Regions from separate parts of the Mus musculus genome. Here all the other regions are linked to region 3. A link is a contact called in public HiChIP or PLAC-seq data. All regions are on one chromosome and are shown on one strand. Each heading gives the region's core, a stretch centred on a gene start, on an enhancer-like site or on the middle of the called end of the contact. The rest is flanking DNA. Distances are from core to core; before and after follow the strand shown. Region 1 holds the start of Sost (sclerostin). Region 2 holds the start of Bloodlinc (Bloodlinc, erythroid developmental long intergenic non-protein coding transcript). Region 3 holds the start of Tmem101 (transmembrane protein 101).

What was found. HiChIP or PLAC-seq counts read pairs in DNA pulled down with a chosen protein or histone mark.
Region 1: an H3K4me3 HiChIP or PLAC-seq map of bone marrow-derived macrophages shows a contact between it and region 3, with 2.3 times the contacts expected there. The contact joins the promoter of Sost here to the promoter of Tmem101 in region 3. A contact is called at or near these places in 2 of 39 promoter capture datasets (the 3T3-L1 cell line and embryonic stem cells), 2 of 115 datasets of contacts at active chromatin or transcription factors (bone marrow-derived macrophages and neural tube) and 3 of 9 other capture datasets (adipose tissue, liver and pancreatic islet).
Region 2: a FOXA1 HiChIP or PLAC-seq map of pancreatic cancer cells shows a contact between it and region 3. The contact joins the promoter of Bloodlinc here to the promoter of Tmem101 in region 3. A contact is called at or near these places in 3 of 39 promoter capture datasets (hematopoietic stem and progenitor cells, liver and pre-B cells), 3 of 115 datasets of contacts at active chromatin or transcription factors (embryonic stem cells, intestinal villus epithelium and pancreatic cancer cells) and 2 of 9 other capture datasets (liver and pancreatic islet).

Annotation. Positions count from the first base shown.
Region 1 is chr11:101,965,740-101,968,439 of GRCm38.p6, forward strand. It overlaps Sost (sclerostin), which reads right to left and starts at 1,276. Exons shown (of 2, transcript NM_024449.6): 1 at 1,021-1,276. The coding sequence starts at 1,234.
Region 2 is chr11:102,375,591-102,378,290 of GRCm38.p6, forward strand. Bloodlinc (Bloodlinc, erythroid developmental long intergenic non-protein coding transcript) reads right to left here and starts at 1,430. Exons shown (of 3, transcript NR_131196.1): 1 at 1,213-1,430; 2 at 713-831; 3 at 1-300. Gm34253 (predicted gene, 34253) reads left to right here. Exons shown (of 3, transcript NR_166821.1): 1 at 1-7; 2 at 2,181-2,352.
Region 3 is chr11:102,155,047-102,157,746 of GRCm38.p6, forward strand. It overlaps Tmem101 (transmembrane protein 101), which reads right to left and starts at 1,361. Exons shown (of 4, transcript NM_029649.2): 1 at 1,162-1,361; 2 at 678-858. The coding sequence starts at 1,298.

The DNA of each region.
Region 1 (2,700 bases), core at 26-2,525, 190 kb before region 3:
CTTAGGTCAAGCACTTCCTCTGCAAAAACGTGACTGCATTGCATGCTCCTTTGGGGTGGCCCTTTCCTCCACATCCCTTACTGGCTAGGAGACAGGAGGGACAGCATGTGGTGGCAAGCTGGAAAATGAGCTCTCCTCCCACACAAATGGTGACCAGCAAGGTCATTTCTCTGGAGTGTCCCTCCAGCTGCCACCCCACCCCATTCATTGCTGCTAGTTCCGTGCGTGATACCCCCACCCCCACCCCAGGCATCTCTCTGTGCTGGCTCTGCCTCCACAGTTTCTGCTGTCCTCAGGAATGAGGCAAAGCTGGGGTCAGGGTGCAAGCTCAGGGCAAGTGGTGCCACCTGTGCTCATACAGGGGACATTTCACTCAGCTGCCCCTCATGTCACATGCCACCTACAAACCCTGTTCTTTTAATGCTAACCCTCTGGGCTCATTGAGCAGACCCTGGGCAAGGGGGAACTAAAGGGATTCCTCCTGGCTTCAGGTTCCCACCCAAACCCAATCTAGGGTTGCCTTGCATCTGGATCAAACCAGCTTCCAGTCTCAGCTCTTCTTACTCCCAGGTGACTTTATCTCAGGAGCCTCTCGGTTTCTCCATCTTCAAGCTGGGGCCTTCTTTACCTCATGTGGTGGTCATGTGGGATATAGTACAGCCATGGATGGCATCTGGCATCCAGCCTCACCATATCACTTCCCCACTGGTCAGCAGCTAGATCTGACCTGTGTCCTCATCCTTAGGAGGAGATTCTCTGGACCATCATACAAGCCCATGCCCGTGTTAATGCCAGCTTCGGCTGACCTCAGCCTCCACCCTGCCTTGGGTGCTCTCTACCAGCCCCCCAATGCTGCCCTCCAGGTTCTAATGCTGTGCTAGTATTCTTCCAGGCAAATGTGTCCCTGCCCTGATGTAGCAGAGGCTAGCCACCCACACAAACCTCTGAAGAAGATGCTAAAACCACCCCAGTCACCTCCCAGGACCCCCCCCCCCACTAATGTGCTTCTTCATCCCGTACCTTTGGCGTCATAGGGATGGTGGGGAGGTCTGCCTCCATTCTCCGCCCGGTTCATGGTCTGGTTGTTCTCAGGAGGAGGCTCGGGGTACTCTCCAAGCCCTGGGATGACCTCTGTGGCATCATTCCTGAAGGCTTGCCACCCCTGGCCCTCCACAGCACAGAAGGCAGCGTGCACAAGTAGGCAGATGAGGCACGGGGCTAGTGAGGGCTGCATGCTGCCAGGTGGAGGAGGGCACTCGGTAGCACAGGCTCCAGTGTCCAGCCTAGATACGGTTGCCTTTTTAAAGCCCCCTCTGCCTCATGCCAGCCAATAAGGACGGGCTGGAGCAGGGCTGGTCCCATGTTTCCTCACCCTCCTCCTCACGGGGGTGGGGTGGGGGGGGTGGAGAAGGGGTGTGCTTAGCGTCAGCCCTCCCAAGACTTCTCAAGCTCAGTAAACTTCCAAATTGCTGCTGGCACCTCCCAGGTGACCCGAGGAGTGTGTGTTGGGGGGGGGGGCGTTGGTGAGGCAGGGACACAGCCAGCTCTCCCAGTACCTCCCACGGGCAGGGCAGTCAGGCTGTGGTTTTCAGATATCAAAATGAGCTTGGCTTTTAATTGTCTGGCTCCCTGGGCCCCTCAGGCATTCTCAAAACAAACTGTGGGCCAGCTTAACAAAGGAAACAAGTGGGGCTTCTACAGAAGGCGGAATCCAGCTTGACCAAATTCCTCTAGCCAAGGTCATTTGTTACCCCTGCCAGCTAATGGTCTTAGTTAAAGGTGTTTGCTCCCCCCACCCACCCAGAGGCAGAAGGATGCCTTTTTGGGGGGTTGGGGGCAGATTCTGGGGACTCTAACCTAGGGTCTCACGCTTGCTGTGCAAGCACCCTACTATTGAAGTATGACCCAGCCCTGGGAAGGATGCCTTTAAAGGAATCCCATTGACCCCAGCTCCACATTGCTCAGCACCTACAATTCTGACCAAGGAGATCTCTCTTGAATTTCTCTTCAAAACCAGTGGGAGAGGCAACCACCAGGCAAGAGGGACCTGGGCTCCATTACATGTGATTCTTAGCCAGGGAACTCATGGTGACTTATAGGCTGGTGTGCCAAAGGCAGTTCCTTCCCTGGCCAGGCTTCTTGCGGCCAACACAGAATTTCATTTCTTAGCAAAAAATCATTTCCCTCATTATTTCTTAGCTTATTACATTACCCCCCCCCCCGTGTGTCTGTGTGGGTGCATGGGAGACCTGAGGAGGTGTCTTTCTCAGTCATTCTCCCAAGTTATTCCCTGAGACAGGATCTCTGACTGAGACATTTAGGTTAGGCTGGCTAGCTGGCCAGTAAGCCCCCAGAATCCACCTGCCTTTCCCCTCAACTCTGAGGTTAGAAGGTTATTTTTCCACATGGTTGCTGGGGATTCGAACTCATGTCTTCATGCTTGTACAGCAAGCACTCTTACCATATCATCTCCCCAGCCTCTTATGGTATCACAAACAGCTCTGGGTCCTAGATGTAAGATCCAAGGGATGGATATATATATATAAATCAGAAAGCCATCTCAGGTCTATCTAAGCACAAAGAAATCCAATGCTCAGCCTGCAGTAGCAGGAGGGCCATGCCACAGGGAGAAGGAGAGGAGGGAGGGTTCACACCTGAGGTGCAAAAGGAGGAGGGGCTGGCGGAAGCTGCACTGAGACA
Region 2 (2,700 bases), core at 180-2,679, 220 kb after region 3:
AGAACGGGTGTGAGTGTCATTTTAGGAGAGAGCCTCAGTTGGTGGTGGTGGTGGCAGGCACGCCCCGCTGACCCTCAGACCAGTAGCTCTTGCTGCCTTTGCTCAGGGAAGTGGAGGTACGCTCAGGCGGGCGCTCAACAAAATCCTCTCGATCTTGAGCTCCTGAGCCCAGGCAGTGGAGTGTCTCAAACTGGAGCCCTGAGCTGTGCCCATCTCAATCGCAGCTGGTGGGTCGGGTCTGGGGAACCCTCGAAGGTGAAACCTCAACTCCGTTCCTTCAGTCCCTGTGCCTCCGTCTTTCTGTAGGTGAAGGAGAGAGCAAACGGACAGGGCTCAGTGACTCAGCTGTCCCTGGAAAGGCGAAGGGCGAAGGGCGGAGAGAAAAGGAGGCCTCCAGGTCCAAACTCCCCTCCCTTCAGGCGCTCAGCTTGTTTGTTTTTGAACAGACCTTAGGGCAGCCAATCAGAGCTGAGGCCCCGGGCTTGTGCCTTTCCCCGCTGACTGCAACTCCTGGTTCCTGGCCAGTGAAGCTGGGGAAGGTAGGGTTCCTGGGTGGGGAGTAGGATAATGACTACGGGGTGCTCCTCTTTGGGGTCCCAATCCTGTCAGCTACCCAATCTCTTGAGGTGTCTTGTTTTAGAGGCAAAGTGCTGAGTCTGATGACAGCCTGGCAGAAGACAGAGGACGTGGTATCCAGCCTGAGCCTCCTCACCATAGGCTCAGAAAACAGGCTGAAGGCTTGTTTAGCTTCCACTCTTGTGACAGGAATTGGTTCCTTTATCCATCCAGGTGTCAGTCAGCAAGCGTTTGCTTTACTCATGCTGATGAGTGCTAGGAGCCACAGAAAGAGACACAAAAGCACAAAAGCCAAGCTAAGACTGGGTGGGGGAGAGTGGGGTAAACATACAGACGCTCAGAGTCCCTGGGGACCTCCACGACATAAAGTCCTGCAACATTTTGGTGGCAAAACTCCCAAGAGTGAACCGGGATTCCCTCCTGTGATTCAGCAGAGATGTAAACAGCTTACTAAAGGCGCTCAGTCAGCCACTGAGCACAGCTCACCAGCCTGGAGGCTCTCTTTCCCAGTGCAGATGGGAGAGCCCAGAGAACAGCTGTCAAGGACTACCGGGACCTGCTCCGTACAGACCTTCCACCTCCTCTCCCAGCCTAGCCTAGTCTTGGGGGAATGGACCCCCATGTATGCACACTCACCCAGGCTCATCCCTGCTGGAGGCTCCCACTAACTATGGCAGCACCCAGAGATGCTCTCTAACCTAGTCCCAAACGGAGGAAGTGAAAGTGCTGGGAGCAAGTGAATTCTATATCCTTAGAGAAAAAAGAAAGTCAGGATGGAGTCTGGAGAGATAGCTCAGCAGCTAAGAGCACCGGGATCCAGCACCCACATGACAGCTCACACCTATCTACAACTCCAGTTCCAGGGCTTCTGGCACTCTTACACAGACATCCATACAGTTTCCTGGGCAGCCAGGACTACATAGAGATAGACTCTGTCTCAAAAAAAAAAAAAAAGAAAGAAAGAAAGAAAGAAAGAGAAAAGAAAGAAAAGAAAATCTATGGTTTATTAATTTATAAGGTGAATAAAGTGGACAAGAAATCAAGTTCAAGGGAGTCGAATTGAGAACTCTCTCTCCTCTCAAATTTGTAAGAGGAAATATTGACGCGAGTAAATGTTCTCCCCTCCCCCAACCTTGAAAACTCCTTGGTAATTACACCACCTGGCCTCCAGGGGGCTCATGCTGTTTACTGCCCCTAAAGAAGCCCGCGAAGAAGGTCCAGTCTATCCCGTGGAAACAACTTTCTGCTCTGCTCATAGCCTAGCACCCCATAAAGGCACTCGCTGAACTTGCTCGCTTCTAACGAAGCTGCTGACTTCAACCCTTTCTCTCCACACTATGTTTAACCTACTCACCACCAGGTTCTGCACACACCCACGCTGCCCAGCTCCTCATTCGTTGTAGCATTTGACACAGGCGGCGCTCAGCTCTTGGGAATGTCTGCTTTGTGGCCCCCATACCATATTATCATCTCCATCTATTTAGCGTTCTCATTTTCCTCTTATCACCTCCCCACATCACTCCACCAAGTTCATCTTTCCTAATCTATCTTCGCCAGCCATTCTGCTCACTCATAACCTGGCCTTCTTCAATGTCCTTTCTCAGCTGACTGGTCCACGCATGTGGGTCAAACTAGCACCGGCAAGTGTATGTAGGACTCCCGCTTTCCTTAGCCGATTACTGCCAATGCCCATTGACTTCCATGTATGTACCCGGAGGATCTTCTGGCCGCAGTTGGCTGCAGTTGGAGCTTGTCGTTTCCGGTGGCTGTAAGTAGGTCAGTGTTTACCTCCCCGCCCTATAACCAAGAATTTCTCTCTTTATTGTTCCTTCCTTCCTTTAACAGGTTTGTATGATTGGCACAGGCCACCACATGTCGGGAATGCTCAGTTAGTGTTTGTAGAATGTGCTGCAAAGTAATGAAGATACAGAACAGAGGCTCAATTGGTAAAGCGTTTGCCTTGCAAGTACAAGGATCTGAGTTCAAGACCCAGAATCCATGTTTCTCAGAAAAATGGGAATGGTGGTGTATGTTTGTAATCCTAGCATGGGGAGACAGAGAGAGGCAGATTCACGGGGCTTGCTGGTCGTACAGCCTAGCCTTCTTGGCAAGTTCTAGGTCAGT
Region 3 (2,700 bases), core at 111-2,610:
TGGTGGTGGTGGCGGCGGTGAATGCCTTTAATACCAGCACTTGGGAGACAGAGGCAGATGTATGTGTGTGTTTGAGCCATCCTGGTCTACAGAGAAACCCTGTCTAGAAACAAAACAATGCAAAACAAATAGGCCCACTATCCCATAGCTGTTCACACCTGCCTCCCCTACTAGACTGACAGTCTGATCCTTTCGGACCCTGCCTCCAAGCTACCTCACCTCTAGGCTACCAGTAGCCGGTATAAGCATCTGCATTTGAAGGCACAAATTCTGCACTAGTATTAATCACATTTCATAAAACCTGATGGGTAGACCAGATATTCTCCAAGGCCTCTTTTGTTTTACAAGTCTGACACCAATAAAGTAATGGTTTAAAAGATTCTGAGAATCAGATAACTCTGGGTTACCGATCCCTTCCATACACTGTGGCATGATTTTGGGAGAGTCCATTTTCCATCTCTGGACCTCCCTTTTCACAGTCTACAAGGGAGGTCGGTGTGGTCTCTATGGGTCTGACACGTCTGTGGTCTGTAATGATTGCCACAAAACTGCTGCAAACCTAGTACCTCAGTTTTCCCGGGCTTCAAGTTCAGGAGTACCATACATGCCCACCACATACATCAGGAACCTTCAGCTCCTTCCCATAGCTAAATCTCGTCTAGAGTCCCCGTGCTCACCTTTAGCCAGTCCCCGTAGTGGACATAGCCCCCGATGTAAGCGGTGTAGGTGCTGATGGCTAGCTGCAGCGCGGCGCCCAACGCAAACCAACGCCGCTTCACTCCGAAGGACATGAAGCTAGCACACAACACAGCTGCCCCCATGTCGAAATATAGATAAGGCACTGGGATGTCGGGCTTCCTGTGGATCGAGTGTAGGGAACAAGGAGGACAGAATGAATAGAGAGTAAGTATCTGGGGACCTCTGTAAGTTCCTGCAATCGCCACTGCCCCCCAAAAACCCGAGATCCTTCTCACTGCCGGAGCCGCCGCCACATCAGTAATGGCCGTACAATCGAAAGAGAGCATCTTCCAACCTGTTTGAGTACCAATTCCTCCCAGTCTAAGTATCCCGACTTCTGGGCCCCAACATCACCGCACCCCAGTTCCTGGGACAGGTCGGACCGCCCCCCACCGCATTCGACGACTTCGTGGGCGCGCTCACCGGCGCGCCTCGGCCCTTTCAGCGTACAACATAAGTTGGCTGAAGCAGCCCCAAAAGGGGCAGCGCGTGAGCAGCACGGAACCCAGCTGCATGATCAGCTGCAGCATCCAGCGTCTCGATCCAATCTTCGAAGCCATCTTGGGAAAGGGCAGTCCGCTACGGCCTCAGCCGGGTCCGGGAGACCAGCAGCGGGGAATGATACAGGCAACTTCCGGTCCCTGACTGTTTTTCTTTTCGTCGGGAAACAAAGCTCTTGCTCCCTAGTTCCGGGTGGGAAAAATGTGTTCTAGAAGGAGGAGTCAGCCTTTCTGAACGCTCCCCATGAAGAGAACTCAGAGCTTCAATTTGCCCTTTCTTTCCCTTTAAAAAGAAAAGATTTGTTTAGGGGCTGGTGAGATGTTTCAGCGGTTAAGGACACTGCTGCTCTTCCAGAGCTCCTGAGTTCAATTCCCAGCAACCACAAGGTGGTTTACAACCGTCTTTAAAGGGATCTGATGCCCTCTTCTGGCATACCGGTGTACGTGAAAACAGAACACTCATACATTAAAAACAAAATATAGACCACTTGTTTATTTTTTTAAGAATTTTTATTTATTTTATTTATGAGTGTACTGTCGCTGTCTTCTGACACACCATCAGGGCATCAGATCTCATTACAGTTGGTTGTATACCATCATGTGGTTGCTGAGAATTCAACTCAGGACCTCTGGAAGTCAGTGCTCTTAAGTGCTGAGCCATCTCTCCAGCTCTGATTTGTTTATTTATGTATATGAATATTCTATTTACATGTATGCCTGCATGACAGAAAGGGGCATCAGATCCTATCATAGATGGTTGTGAGCCACTAAGGTTGCTGGGGACTGAAGTCAGGATCTCTGAAACAAAAGCCGGTGTTCTTTGTACTCTCAAAATGGGACAGGAGCAAGGAGCATGGGGTTGAAACATCAGAAATCCTGGAACACAGCTTGATGTATGGAAGCAACCGACTCTGGACATAACCAGACCTGGACTCCAAGCTGAAAACCGATCCTGTGTCATCTAAATGGAGACTCAAGTGTGAGATGGGGATAATGGCTTTCCACCTCATCACTGCTGGGAGACTTAAATGTAGCAAAGGTGGTTTGGCAGATAATAAGGGTCCCATAAAAGGGTGTGATACAGACCCCAGAGAGAATTCTCTGTCTTTGCTGTCTTTGGCCGAACTTTTAAAGTAAGGAGTCCTCTTGTCTCTAAGTCACCTCTCTTTTGGTCTTGCTGCTTTTGTCTCCTAAGAAAAGAGGAGAGACCTACGTATCCATACAACACAGATGGGAGTTGCTCCCAAGAACCTTTCTAAACATGTCCACCTCCCCCATATCCTTTCTTTCCCTAACTCTGGTGGGTGGTTGGCTAAAAGGGAGGTTAAAGCATTTAAGAACCATCATTAAATATTAAACCTACAGCTCTGCCTGCCTGTGCCTCCTGAGTGCTAGAATTAAAGTCACCATGCTCATCTCACATTCCTCCTCCTCCTCCTCCTCCTCCTCCTCCTCCTCCTCT